Regions from separate parts of the Mus musculus genome. Here region 2 is linked to region 1. Evidence: chromatin contacts called from public promoter capture Hi-C data. All regions are on one chromosome and are shown on one strand. The core of a region is the stretch at or near the end of the contact, and the rest is flanking DNA. Distances in the headings are between cores, read along the strand shown.

The links. Capture Hi-C pulls out chosen DNA fragments and counts their contacts.
Region 2: a contact with region 1 is called in a promoter capture Hi-C map of liver. The contact joins two enhancer-like sites. A contact is called at or near these places in 1 of 484 Hi-C or Micro-C datasets (liver), 1 of 115 datasets of contacts at active chromatin or transcription factors (embryonic stem cells) and 3 of 9 other capture datasets (adipose tissue, liver and pancreatic islet).

Annotation. Positions count from the first base shown.
Region 1 is chr6:140,542,844-140,550,203 of GRCm38.p6, forward strand. Plekha5 (pleckstrin homology domain containing, family A member 5) reads left to right here. Exons shown (of 31, transcript NM_144920.3): 11 at 877-1,344. Among named protein-coding and RNA genes, the nearest start is that of Aebp2, 77 kb to the right of the region's middle. Within about 2 kb of position 4,223, at least 145 of the 459 cell types and tissues checked have an H3K27ac peak or open chromatin away from gene starts, as enhancers often do. A contact at or near this core is called in liver, where this site is marked.
Region 2 is chr6:140,656,495-140,663,854 of GRCm38.p6, forward strand. It overlaps a transcript of Aebp2 not described here. Among named protein-coding and RNA genes, the nearest start is that of Gm30215, 20 kb to the right of the region's middle. Within about 2 kb of position 4,852, at least 17 of the 459 cell types and tissues checked have an H3K27ac peak or open chromatin away from gene starts, as enhancers often do. A contact at or near this core is called in liver, where this site is marked.

The DNA of each region.
Region 1 (7,360 bases), core at 2,973-5,472:
ACAGTTGACCAGCAGTAAAAGCAGTATAAGCAGGCAGTTGTCCTTTGGTTGTCAGACAGGCCTCTGACATTGCTGAAGGTACTCTATCTACCAAAAAGCTTACAGTGTAAAGCTGCTGAACCTTGCCCAGAGATGCAGTTAGCAAGTGAAGATGCCCACTGACCCTGGGCTTGGTAGGACATGCCTTGAATCCCAGGCAGAAGCAAACAATGTCGGTGAGTTCCAGCCTAGCCAAGCCTACATAGTGAGATCATTTGTTTTTTAAAGGAAAGAACAAAAGCTGTGCACTGAGCATGAACAGCTTGGCCCTGAGAGCTCCTAAACTGTGCGATCTGGGTCTGATGTCTCAGACCTGTAATGTCAGCAGCCACAACACCTGAGAGGCAGAGACAAAGGATCACTTGAAGTGTGAGGCCAACCTGGGCAACATGGTGACATCACTCCGAGGCACACAGGTCCTCTTGCGTCTCATTGGGGTCAGCTCTTTGGTGGCATCAGACTATAATTTCCTGTTGCAGCAGCTTCCACCGCCAGGCTCATGAGTGTCTCATGATGAGCTGACCTTCATGACTGAGAGCCACATTGTTATTTCAGTTGCTGGCTGCTTTAAGTGGGCTGTGGTTTAACCATTAATGGTAAGAGACAGCGTTTACTGGGTTTGCAGACAGAGGCACGGTGCATTTGTCTTGGTGGTTTTGCCTAGCAGTGTTCTCCTGCATTCTAGTAGTAGCCTGCATGGTAATGCGGTGATTCCGAGGCTCTGCCTGCGGCAGCTTGTGCTCTGCCTGTTCCTTTGTTGCCTGCCCTCAGGAAAGTTACTCGCCTGGGCTAGACACCTGTCCCATTTACTGACTGTGCTCTCTCCTCTGCTTTCAGAGTGGACAAGATTACAACTGACAGTGCATCAACCAAAGAAACCAATAACATTCCCAACCACAGAGTTCTCATTAGACCCGAGGTCCAAAACCATCAGAAGAATAAGGAAATCAGCAAAATTGAAGAAAAAAGGGCCTTAGAAGCTGAAAGATACGGATTTCAGAAGGACGGGCAAGATAGACCATTAACAAAAATTAACAGTGTGAAGTTGAACTCCCTGCTATCAGAATATGAAAGCGGGCCAGACTGCCCACCTCAGAATGTACACTACAGACCCATCAATGTGAATAGTTCTGACGGCAAAGCGGTGAATGTCAGCTTGGCAGATGTCCGGGGTGGGAGTCACCCAAATGCAGGGCCCCTAGCCACAGAGGCCGACCGAGTCATTCAGAGAACGAATTCAATGCAACAGCTAGAGCAGTGGATTAAAGTCCAGAAAGGACGGGGTCTTGAAGAAGAGCCCAGAGGGTAAGTACGTAGCGTCATCAGCCTGCTTCCTCTGACGTGCTGGGCAGGTTGGCTTCACTTGCAGTGCTGGGTTAAAGTGTGCTTAGGTTTCATACTTTGATTACTGTATCTTGCTCATGGTGATCAGATGTGATTTCTGTCTCTTGTTTCTGTGGATAGCCTACCTTTGGTGAAGAGCCATCCTTTCTGGCCCAGAACAAATGATAGGCAGAAGCTGGGGGAAGAGTTGAGTTTTAGGAAGAGATGAGGCCTTCACCCTTCTGCCTTTACCTCTCCTCCTAGAATTCAGAACCGTGATGAACCAGTGTGAATTTGTCTCTAGCCTTAATCTCTCTTTCATTAGCAGCTTCTGCATCCCCGTGGACTGAAGGATCTCTGAGGACAAGAAACCTGGGAACCAGGTGTGGTAGCACACACCTGTAACTCCGAGATTTGGGAATAGAGGCAGGGGGATCAGGAGTTCAAGTCCAGCCAGAGCTACACAGTGAAACCTCGTCTCACAATAAAACCATGAGATCACTGTGGGACCAGAGTGTGCCTAGAGTGCCTTGGGTTTGATTTCTAGCACTACAAAATAGGGAAAGGAAGAGAGGAGAAGGTCTGGCCCTGTGCCTGTGAGTCCAACTTCAGAGGGCAGTCCACCCTTGAGCACGGTGTATCTAAAGTGGTTAAAAGTATGAAAGTGAATACATTTACTCCATGGGAGACTAGAACAAAGGAGAGTTCTAAGGAAAGTGCCAGGTGCGATGGTCCATGCCTCTCTAATCCTAACACTCCTGTGGTTGAGCCTGAAGACTGAGAGTCGGAGGCCAGCCACAGAGTAAGACCCTGTCCTCATTTTAATAAAAGGAGAGGGGACCTAAGAGAACAGACATTTGAGAAATAAGAAATGGCAGAATTTGCAAAGATTATAAGGAATATATGCTGAGAAGTAGATACATTTCAGAAAACTTGTTTTGTTTTGTTTTGGGAGAGGTTGGCTGGCCTAGAATATGATATGTAGACCAGGTTAGCCTCAAACTCACTCTGCCTTATAAGTGCTGGAGTAGAGTTGTACCCCACCGCATCCGGCACACGCGAGTGAGTGCGTGCGTGTGTGCACACACACACACACAGACAGATGTTTATTTTATGTGTGTGAATGTTTTACTAGTATGTATATTTGTACATTGTGAACATCCTGATGCCTGCAGAGGCCAGAAGATATCTGTGTTCCCTCTGTGGTCATGAACAACCAATGCTCTTAAGCACAGAGCTGTCTCTACAGCCCCTCAAAACGCAAAGCATAAGCCAGGCGTGGTGCTGCACCCTTGAAATCTCAGCACTCTGGAGGCTGAGACCAATGCCAGCCTAGGTTATTTCATAGTTAGTAGTAGGCCAGCCAGTACTACATAGTGAGACCCATTTGAAAACACTCAAACAGTAAATTAAAATTTTAAAGTAAATTTTACAGCTAGGGACAGAATGCAGTGGTAGAGCACTTGCCTGGTGTGCACAAGGCATGGAGTTGATCCTAACCCTCCCGAGTCAACAGATTTTACATTTCTATAAGTTTTTTTTTGTTCAAATTCATAAAATTCGTTGTAATTTTTTTTTTGGTGGGGGATGGGAGGTGGTGGTTAGCTTGAGACAGGGTTTCTCTGTGTAGCCCTGGCTGTCCTGGAACTTTCTGTAGATGAGGCTAGATTCAAACTCAGAGATCTGTCTGCTTCTGTCCTGAGTGCTGGGATTAAAGGCATGCACCACCACTGTCTGGCTCCAAATTTTTCTTAAAGCAAGAGTTCTTTGAGAAAGTATGTTTTAATTTAAATGGACTTTCCAAGTTACCTTAGGTGCTTTATATTGATAATGTCGCCATGGTATAGTGTGTAGCCATTTCCATGCAGGTCTCTATGTAGTGGAACTGTTACTGTAACGTGTAAGTCCCAGAGCACGTTGTTCTTCAGTTCACTGCAGAAGCTTGTGAGACATGGGGGTGTGTTCCAGCTCTGCTCAGGTACAGTGCCGGCCTGCAGTATCAGAAGCTTCAGGAGGGTGGCTCTAAAGCCTTGGTAGGCTGGCCTTGGTAGCTCTCCCGAGGCTGCAAGCGCACCCCCCTGTGAGGTGCTGCTCACTGTCTCCCACATCCTGTGTGTTCCCTTTCAGGGTTTGCACAAGAGAGAGTTGTGAATAAGGCTGACTTTACCGGATACATTGTAGAGACGTCTGTACAACATAGTGATTGAGTTGTAAAGTACTTGAAAATTGGGAAAACACTGTTCGTTTTTGAAACAGGATCTCACCATGTGGTTCTGACTGGCTTGACCAGGAACTCCTAGATGCCCCTGTCTCTGCCTCAGTATTGCTGTACCTCTGTATCTGGCCTCCAAGACGGTGTCAGAATTGCAAGGTACATGCAGAAATACACACACACACACACACACACACACACACACACACTGACTAGTTTGATGTAGCATTCCCACGGTGTGTGTTGGTTCGTGTCATACACTGTCTGATTGACTTTCACACGGACCACAGTCCTAGGTAAGCAGATTACGTACCGACTGGATGAGAAATAGAGTTTAACTCTTGGACAGCCGGCTGATATACTCTCAGCAGGAAACAAATCAGTGCCTTTGATTAGACAGAAACCAGGAAGCAGCTCTGAGGGCAAAAAGGTTTGGAGGACTAAAGGTCACATTCAGACTGGAGGGTGGCCAAGTTGCTTCCTCTCTATTTAAATCTCAAATAAAACATTTTCTTCTTTAGTTTAAAAGTGTAGAGAGGGTAGCAGACATCGGGGACTTACGTTTTCCTGTGTGGTGTCAGTGAGGTTGAGCAGCCCCTGCACGGACTTTGTCCTTTTCTTCTGTGGGCAGCCTCCCGAAGGCTGGACTGATGGCTCGGACAAGGGTTCTGTCTGCAGGTTCACAGGTTCACAGTGTTGTCGTTCCCCTGGGTACTTGAAGTGTCACATTCTTTGCAGATGGCTCATGGCCTCTTTGAATCTTGGAAAAGTATCATGTACTGTTGTAAATCAACCTTCCCAAAAAACATTTGCAAACTTGTACTGGTAAAAAGAAGCATTGTAATCCATGAAATAACTGATTTCTTCTTCTTTATGAAAGGCTTGCTTTAATTACTGAGACCCTAGTAGGCAGCAGGGGTGGTTAACGTTGGTAGGTCCCTGTATTGAGAGGAACAGAGCTGCAGAGTGTCTGAGTAGCCGAGCCTTGATTGGCCCCAGGGCAGATCATAGGCAGCAGCTGCTGAGTGGGCTCCCTGTGCTTGCCTCTTATGCTTTCTGCTTCACACTAAATCACACTTGGCTGAATTTACATTTCGTTAGGACAGCAATCAATGGAATATTTTATACCTCTGAAAAGCAGGTCTCCTAAAGCTAGACCATGTATGAGACCACAAAAAAAATGAATTTACTTGTTAATAACCGTTTTTCTATTAGAAGTCCCCCAAAGTTTCAAAGAGGGCGGAACCTTTCAAACTCGTGTCCATAGCCAGGCTGATGGGAACACTGCGGGTAATAGCACAGGAGGGCGTGGCAGTTGGAGCAGATACAGCGGCTCACATGCCAGTGATGCTTCAGAGACTGACAAGTGCTGTCACTGCACATTGTGCTTTGCACTATTAGTCGTCTGGGGTATTTTAGTCTGGCGATTCATGTGCCTTCTCATGCTGATACAGTTCCATGGTGGCATTCTGTACTTCTGTACCTTCTTAAGGAAGGCATGGTGGTTAAGTTGAGATGGACACTCAAGTGCCAGAGTGGAGTCTTGGATGGAATCAACTTCCCCCGGCTGCCATACCTGAAGAGATGGGTGTGGGGCTGCCAGCTCTTCATTTGTGACCCTGATCTCTGTCTTTTGTCTTATCAAAGAGAGGAGGGAGGGAAGTCTAATTGGGGCCCGAGGGTTGCAACAGGAGAGAAAGCCACAACTGATTGAACTCTGGTCTAGTCACATGACACTGTGCCTCTCTCCACTCCCAGAGTTGGTTGCTCGATGATTGGCCTTAGGGGGTGGGGCCACTGACAGCATTGCAAGAGCCTGAAAGAGGAGCCAGAATGATGGAGGAGATGTTTACTCTTCAGGAGAGATGACTGAAGGGATCAGACTGTTTGAATAGTAATGAGTAATGTGACCTTAGGCTCTAGACAGCTTGGCAATAAGCTCTCTTGTAGTCTAGAAAGCACAGTGGCTAGAGAGGACTCGTGTGACTACCAGACAGTGGGGACACAAGGCACCCACAGCCTTTTGAGCTCACTGCTTCCTAAGCTCTCTGTCTTCCTTATGCTTACTTCTGTTTTTTATTTTCATTTTGGGTATGAATATCATGGGTGTTGGGCCTGGGGTTGGGGGTGCCCAAGAGGCCGAAAGCTGAGGTGGATGTGAGTCACCTCATGTGGATACTGGAAGAGCAGCAAGCATTCCGCTGCTGAGTCATCTCTCCAGCCCCTGATGGCTTTAGTTTCAATTAATTCATTATAATAGAGAAATAATTTCATGCACAGCACACATGTCTTTAGCAGATGTTTTTTAAAAGAAGGAATTTTTTTTTCATTTATATATAAATGTCTGGAAATTGTTACAAGTAGGCATTTTCATTCACAAACTCTTATTATGATGCCAGACATTAAAAGAATATGGATATGATAACCTGGGTAGCCTGGAGCTTGCTATGCAGACCGCACTGGCCTTGAACTCACAGAGATCCAACTGCCTGTATTCCCCCCGCCCAAGTCCTGGGGTTGCAGGTGTGCGTGCCTTCCTTCTCTGCCTTTCCCTCTGCATTGCAGTATTTTCCATAATCACAAAGAGAAGGTATATCCCTCCAAAAGAGAACTTCTCACTGAATAACAATAATATAATTTTACATACCAGTAAGAACTAACTAACTGTAGTGTATGTGCCTCATAGCCAAGTGTGCACCCAGTCGTTACATGTGGTCCCAGTCATATCTGTTGAAGGACTTTGGGGGTTTTGTTGTTGTTGTTGAAAGGTCCTGTCCAACCCAAGCTCCCTTAGACCTGCCGCATGCCTCCAGAGTGCACAGGTGCCACCACAGCTGCTGGAACAGTATTGACGCATTGCTGCCAGTCACAAGTCCGTGTCAGAGACTCTGCAAGAGCCAGAGATGGCTCAGCAGTTCAAAGTACTTGCTACTTCCCAGAAGACCCAGGTTCGATTCCCAGCACCATGTTGGGTGGCTCACAACTGCGTGTAACTGCAGGGGCAGTGGATTTGACTCTTCTGTCCTCCTTGTATGTGCTCCGGCACACACATAGCATTCACTCACACAGACGAACACACACACATATATATATATACAATAAAAAGACATCTTTGGCTTCTTATTTATCAGCCAAAGAATTAGATTATTAAGGATAGTAAAATAAGGGCTGGAGAAGTAGGTGCCTCAGCAATTAAGAGCACTGAACCTATGTTCTGTTCCCAGTACCCACTTAGTGGCTCACAGCCATCTGTAACTCTAGTTCCACAGGATCCAGTGCCCTCTTCTGATCTCTACCTGCACCAGGCACGAAAATGGTGCACAAAAAAATGCAGGCTAACCCACTGATATGCATAAAATAAATAAAAACACATAAAATTTCTTTAGGAGTTTAGTAAACCCCTGCAGGTCAGTTCCCCCCCAGTTCTTGTAGTGATTAGCAGCTGCAGACACCTCACACAGTACAAGGCAGAGGAAGCAGGAAAGGCCAAGAGTGCCTGTCGTGAAAGTTCAGTCCTTAGAGCCCTGGAGGCAGGCGTGCGTGCGTGCGTGCGTGCGTGCGTGCGTGCGTGCGTGCGTGCGTGCGTGCGTGCGTGGAAGCCATACCACCTTTCCCATAGCCCTGGGAGTTTTTTGGGTTACAGTAACTTTGTCTTAGGATACAAATGTATGTACCACAGAATGATAGGCTATGATGAACACTTGAAATTTAATCTTAACCTTTTTTGTTTGGTTCTTTTAAGGCAGGGCCTTACTATCTATCTAGTTGCACAATTAAAGATGAAGG
Region 2 (7,360 bases), core at 3,602-6,101, 110 kb after region 1:
ACTAGACTTTCTGCTTCTCCCTTTTAGCTGTTTGTATTTGAAGTCAGTATTGGAAACATTAGTCAGCTGAACTCTTCTGACTTAAGGTTGCTCTTAGAGATTTATTAAGTGAATTGAGTGGGAATTGAATGATCTGTTTGGCCAGTTTCTGTTGCTGGGCCCCTGTGCATTTGAGGCTAGCTAGTAAAATAGCTCTGCCCCAAAGTTCTTGCCTTTCTGTGACAGGTATACGCTATGTATGTGGCTCAAGATGACCTTGAACACCTGTGTGCACTGCCCTGTCCTGTCTAATCCTCTGCCTCAGTAACAGAGCTCTGGCTTGTCAGACTTTACACACTGATTTGAGATACATTTCATACACTAGCACTGGGGATACTAGGACAATATTTCAGTAGTTTAGTCCTGAATTCCTTACCCCGATGTTGGGAATTGAATTTGGGGCCAGCAACCCACTGAGTTGTCTTCCAGGATGACTCCCCTCCTTCATTAAAACACCTCCCGCATCCTAGGCCTTTAACTTCTTTTGCCTTAGGCTCCTGAGGCTGGGATAAAAGGTATGTTGCCACCTTGCCTGTCTCTAAACTATTTTTGATCTGTAGAAGTGTGTGGATGGGAGTCGACAGTCGATAGGCACATACTATAAAGAAATGGGGCTGGGAGTGGACTTAAGATGTGGTTTTGAGACAGGTGGTAAGCTCCTGTGAGACAAAGGAGTTAGAGCCATGCAGGCATTACTAGAAAGGATGCCAACATAGGGCACATGTAGCAAAATGTAAAGACCAAGAGGCCAGAGAATGGTAGGGCATGCATTAGTTTCATTCTATTCCCAGATAGAAATGATAAAGGGACTATCTCAGATTTCATTTCATTTCTCTCTCTCTCTCTCTCTCTCTCTCTCTCTCTCTCTCTCTCTCTCTCTCTCTCTCTCTCTCTCTCTCTCTCTCTTTCGGGCAGGAGAACTCATCACAGATGGTTGTGAGCCGCTATGTGGTTGCTGGGAACTGAACCTCTGGAAGAACAAACAGTGCTGTTAACCTCTGAGCCATCTCTTCACCACCACATACCCCCCACCCCCCCAGATAAAACCCTCAGATTTCTTGGACTGACATTTTATTGTGCTTGAAGATGAGTTTATATGACAGGAAGTTATCTTTGTGGACATGAGGTATTGAACAAAGGAAAGTTAAGATCTCTCTCTCTCTCTCTCACACACACACACACACACACCCCACACACACACGTTTTAAATGACATGGCAGGTCAGGAGAGCTCAGCTGTGCAGCCATGAAGACTGTTTAGCTAAATTCAGATCACCAGCTCCTTACCTACAAAAAACAAAACAAAACCAAAACCTAAACAAAAAAGCAGTGCAAGGCAGCGTGTGCTTATAGTCCTTACATTGAGGCTGGAGCCTACTCTCCTGCCAGTCTAGCCGAGTTGGTAAGTTTAGGGAGAAGACCCTGTGCCAGTAAATAAGGTGGGATTGAGGAAGACACTGTTGATCATAGGCCTCCCACCCACACGTGAACACATACATAAGCATGCATATGTGTGCATGCATACAATCATAACTGCTGAGAAACACAAAGAGCAGGTGGAAGAGTATCTTTAAAAACCTGATTAGAATGGAGGTAGAAAATGGTTGTGTTAAACCAATCTGAGGCTAGCTAGTAAAATAGCACACTAAAAATGTCTTAGAAGTGCATAGAACTATTAGGAGTTGATATAGTGTTAGTCTGATGACTCGAGGGAACTTAGCTTTAAACTGGTAAGAATGACCAACTTGGTAGTGTGAGTGCTATACCAATGAGGGAGAGGCACTCAGTGCTGAGGAGTGACAGATTTCAAATAGAAGGCAGCACTCCTTTTTAACCTCTAAGAGGAATACCATCCTCCCTCTGTAAAGTCTGGGTGGGCATGAGCAGGAGACCTGAGGAACCACTGAGCAAATGGCATAGGACCCAGTGCTTTGCTTTTTTTTTTTTTCTTTTGAGGCAAGGTCTCTGTAGTCTTGGCTAGCCTTGCATACACAGAATCTGCCTGCCTTTGTCTCCATAGAACTAGGATTTAAGTGTGTGTCGCCATTCCCAGCTTAACTTCTTTTTCCCCATCCTCCAATAAATTGATGTGCTTATCAGCTGCCAAAGGATAAAAGAACAACTACTAATTCATGGCTCAAGTCACTGATCAAAACTGCCTTGTCCTCCTGTGTATCCAAGTTGATGTCAGCATTCTGGGCCCTGTGGAACAGTCGGGGTAAGATTGATGAGAGGAGAGTAGACACCAGATAGCAAGTGCCCGACGGTTCCGAGATACTAGGGCTTGGCAAGTTCGTTTCTGTGTTTCCCTTTTCAAGTGTAGGGGGGAAACTCTAAGGGCACAATACTTTCTTACATCACATTTGGAAAAGTTGGGGACCTCTCGATGCCCATAGGGAGAGATTCTGACCCTGCTCCCTTTGCTCCCCTCCCCCTCTCCCTTTCTCCTTTTCTCCCTCCTTACCTGTGTTAGTCCGGGCTCACCTGTCCTGAGGCTGTATCTGTTCTCCCTAGCCAGGGTTTATAGACATGGAATGCCATCTCTCTTCAGTTTGTTTTTATTGGATTAAAACAAAACAAACCTTAGGGCAAAGTAAACTACAATAAAATGTCCCTTTTACCTTAGTGCAAAAAATTATATATATATATATATATATATATATATATATATATATCTCCTTAAAATAGGTCTTGCCTTCCCGTGTGGCATATTCAAAATTGGCAGAGAGAGAAGTTCTCGCTAAATACATGTGTAGGTGGGAGAAAGCCAACCTCACTAAAACAAGCCCAAGCCAAAAATTTACTCTCTGCCTCCTTTGTAAGTATGGTTAATTTTGGGCAAATTCCTTGAGGGGCAAAGTTTATCAGCATAACATTGTGTGAAATAGGGAATGTCCTTTGGCACAGAGTGGCTGGCTGGTTGTGGTCATACGGAAATTTCAAACATTTAATGAGTACTAAGTAGCTGAAGACTGAGCCTTTAATGAGATGAGGATAAAGGGAAGCACAGAGGCGTAGCTGCTGTGGCTGCAGTTATGAACCGGCCTTCTCTGATGTTTGGTAGACTCTGAAGGCTCAGCCTAGTATACTTCACACGCCATGTCTAGGATCATTTCATCCAACCCTTGACAGAAACCTGAACCTCCCGGATCAGAGGGTCCTTGCTTGTTCGCACCACTTCATCCTCCACCCAGTCCATAAGGATTTCACGAAATGAGGAAGGTAGCATTGGCTCCTTTTTCTCCCTCCCCACCTCCCTCTTTCTTTCTTTCTTTCTTTCTTTCTTTCTTTCTTTCTTTCTTTCTTTCTTTCTTTCTTTCTTTCTTTCTTTCTTTCTTTCTTTCTTTCTTTCTTTCTTTCTTTCTCCCTTCCCTCCCCCTCCCCCTCCCCCTCCCCTCCTCTTCTCTTCCTTTTTCCTTTTTCCTTTTTCCTTTTTCCTTTTTCCTTTTTCCTTTTTCCTTTTTCCTTTTTCCTTTTTCCTTTTTCCTTTTTCCTTTTTCCTTTTTCCTTTTTCCTTTTTCCTTTTTCCTTTTTCCTTTTTCCTTTTTCCTTTTTCCTTTTTCCTTTCCTTTCCTTTCCTTTCCTTTCCTTTCCTTTCCTTTCCTTTCCTTTCCTTTCCTTTCCTTTCCTTTCCTTTCCTTTCCTTTTCTTTTCTTTTCTTTTCTTTCCATTTTTTGAGTCAGGATTTCTCTGTGTAGCCCTGGATGTCCTGGAACTTTGCAGACCAGACTAGTCTGGAACTCATACAGAGATCTGCCTGCCTTTGCCTCCCAGGTCCTGGGGAAAAAGTTATGTACCACCACCACTAGGCTACAAGGAAGCATTTTTTAAATCAATTAAAAGGGGAAAAGGCTAGACTGATCTGGACAAAACACGTTCAGGTTTACCCATTAATCAGTCCGTCTGTAGATGTGGGTTTTTTGTTTTGTTTCGTTTTGTTGTTTTGTTTTTTTGAGACAGGGTTTCTCTGTAGTCCTGACTGTCCAGGAATTCAGAAATCCCCCTGCCTCTGCCTCCCAAGTGCTGGGATTAAAGGCGTGTGGCACCACGCCCGGCCTCTGTAGATGTGGTGAGGATGTAGCAGGTGATTCTGTAAGATTCATGGTGTCTTCCCAGGTCGTCAGGCGTTTTACAGCCAGATGGACAGCGGGATGTATGGGTAGCCATCTTCAAGTCTCCTTTCAGTTAGTGTTTGTTGTAAGTAAGCGTTACGGGTTGAACTGAGATAACCTGCTTGAATGCTTACCCAGCAATCCCAAGAAAGCTAGGTCTACCTGATCTAAACCAGAGATGCCAATCCCCTTTAGCCAGGCATGGTGCCCTGTGCCTAAAACACTAACATTTGGGAGGCTTTGGCAAATGACCTGCCCCATGTTCTAAGCCAGCCTTCTGCAGAGTGATTACCCCCAAACAAAAGAATTTTTTTTTAAATGAGTAATCATGTATTTGAACCCACTGAGAGTACTCACAGGGACCTGCCTGCTTTTGCTGCACACACGATGGGATTAAAGGCGTGCATACTCCTCCAAGCCAGGCTTGACATGTTAATGTTTTACATCTTTGTTTGTAATGAGTCTGATTTTCTTCATACAGGAAGTTGCAGATGTCTGCAGGTCTTAGGTATTAGCTTCATGGCCCTTGATCCTGTGTTGTAGCTAACAGACAGCCCAGACGACTCCTCAGGAGTATTTACTACAGCTAGCACCCGATTGCAAAGAGTTGCTTCTGATTACTGCTCCAGAGCATAAGGAGTGTGCGTGCTTCCTGGCAGCACACGTAACTATCCCAGCCAGACTCACAGTTTCCAGTGATGCAATCAGGAACGCTTGTGATTGCAGCACCAATGCTGTTTCCTTATGCGAGCAGAAAAGAAGCCATTGCACACTGTCGCCCAGTTGAGGTAAGGCAGTAAAGATGTCCGATGTAAAAGAACTAAAGCAATGGACGAAGACATCCTGACAACTGTGTAGAATCGCTGTTGGTTCTAGGAGCTTGGCTGCTTGCTTGTGAGAGGGAATTTTGCCTTCAGAGGGAATATGGGTACATACTCGGCATATAACATGAAAGTAACAGGTCTCTGAGTCTGAGATCAACCTGGTCCGCAGACAATTTCAAGACAGCCATGCCTATACAGAGAAACCCTGACATGAAAAATAAGAAACAACAAACAAACAAACAAAAAAACCCTAAATTGCCGGGCGAGGTGGCGCACGCCTATAATCCCAGCACTCGGGAGGCAGAGGCAGGTGGATTTCTGAGTTCTGAGGCCAGCCTGGTCTACAAAGTGAGCTCCAGGACAGCCAGGGCTACACAGAGAAACCCTGTCTCGAAAAACAAAATACAAAAAAAACCTAAATTATTGAAAAAGCAGTGTGTGTGTGTGTGTGTGTGTGTGTACATGTGTATGCGCGTGCTTGGGTGCACACTCCATGCAGGAAGCTGCAAGGGTTAGTCCTGTGGAACTGGAGTTGCAGGTGGTTGTGAGCCACTACCTGGTGCTGGGAATCACCAAGGACTCTGCAAGGGCAGCTAAGCCCCCAGCTGTCTCCTTTTCACTCAGCCAGTGGCACGATGTCACGGATATTCAAAGTGGGGTTTCCCTCTTTACCGTTCTCTGGAAACGCCCTCACATTATTATAAGGTCATGTTTCTTAATCAGTAGCCCTATTTGCCAGTAAGCTCTTAACATTTCCTGATGCTGAGAGCACCTCAGAAGCTTTCAGACTTCAACTTTTCGGCCTCAGGTGACATCCATTCTTCATACATCTGCTCGTTTCCCTCAGGTTGCCAACATGTTCCTCTCACCCCTGAATGCTTGGCTTCCCCATTGTTGATTTCTGACTTGAGTCCTCTTAGCATGGGAACAGGGCTGCCTGTGTGTTGTTAGTGTTGACCCTGACTGCTGGGGAGACTGCAGCCAAGGCAAAGGAACACAGCCGTATCCACCGGAAACAGCGAGAGTCTGGAAGCCAGCACACAATGGACACAGTTCCAGCAAACCTGAGCCACATACCATGCTTGCTGTCATGTCACATCCCACTTTAGGTTTACTACGTCTCTGTGTGCAGCGTTCTTGGGCAGTTTCTGCAGCATGTTTCATTTATGTCCTTTCCTCAGTGTATTTATTTATTTTTATTATGTATATGAGTACATATACATAAAATGTACAGATGATTGTGAGCCTTCATGTGGTTGTTGGGAATTGAATTTTAGGACCTCTGCTTGCTCCAGTCAACTCTGCTTGTTCAGTGCCCTGCTTGCTCCAGCCCAAAGATTTATTTATTATTATATATAAGTACACTGTAGCTGTCTTCAGACACACCAGAAGAGGGCATCAGATCTTATTGCGGGTGGTTGTGCGCCACCATGTGGTTGCTGGGATTTGACCTTTGGAAGAGCAGTCAGTGCTCTTACTCACTGAGCCATCTCACCAGCCCCCGAGTCTTGTCTTTTCCTCCTCAGGAAACTCATAAACTTACCATCCCTTCAGCTTTTAGGGAAATGACTATCTGGCCCTGTTTGTAAGTCTTCCTTGTGCTCTGGAGATTAAGATAAGCACTAAGCTGGGAATTCTAAATGAGGTCATGAGTCCAGGAATCTCCTTAGTATCTACCCCTAAAGAAACTCAAGCAGTATAATTGGAGCAGGGTAAACTTAAGGATCCTTGACAGACGTGGACTGGCCAGGAGAAATGGTAGCAGATTCAAGGCGTCTTTTTACAATAGGCTTAGAAGTTTCTGAAAATGTAGTTTAAAGATAGGGGTCATACAGGGTGGGTACACCCCCAGAGGAATAGAATTCAGTAAGTAAGGTAGACTGACTAAAATAAACATTTCCTTCTTTATAGCCTAGAAGATGGAACAATATAGTCAAAGGAGATAGGTATTAGTATTCGCTATTCATGAAAATACCAGTTCAGATATTTCTCTTTGTCTGGAGTGCTTTAAAACTTCAAATACTGCCAGCTTAAATGCAGGCTGTCATATAATGTGTTTGTTTAGCAGAGACTTTTTTTATTTTAGATTTATTTGTTATTTATTTTACTTATATGAGTACACTGTAATTGTCTTCAGACACACCAGAAGAGGCATCTGCTCCCATTACAGACGGTTGTGAGCCACCGTGTGGTTGCTGGGAATTGAACTCAGGACCTCTGGAAGAGCAGTCAGTGCTCTTAACCACTGAGCCATCACTCCAGCTCTGGCAGAGACATTCTTTAGACTTGTGTGTTATAGGATTTATAATAAAAAATAAAATCTGTTCTACTTGTACTTTCTAATTGAGACTGAATGTGTAACCCCAAACATGTACTGAAAAGACAA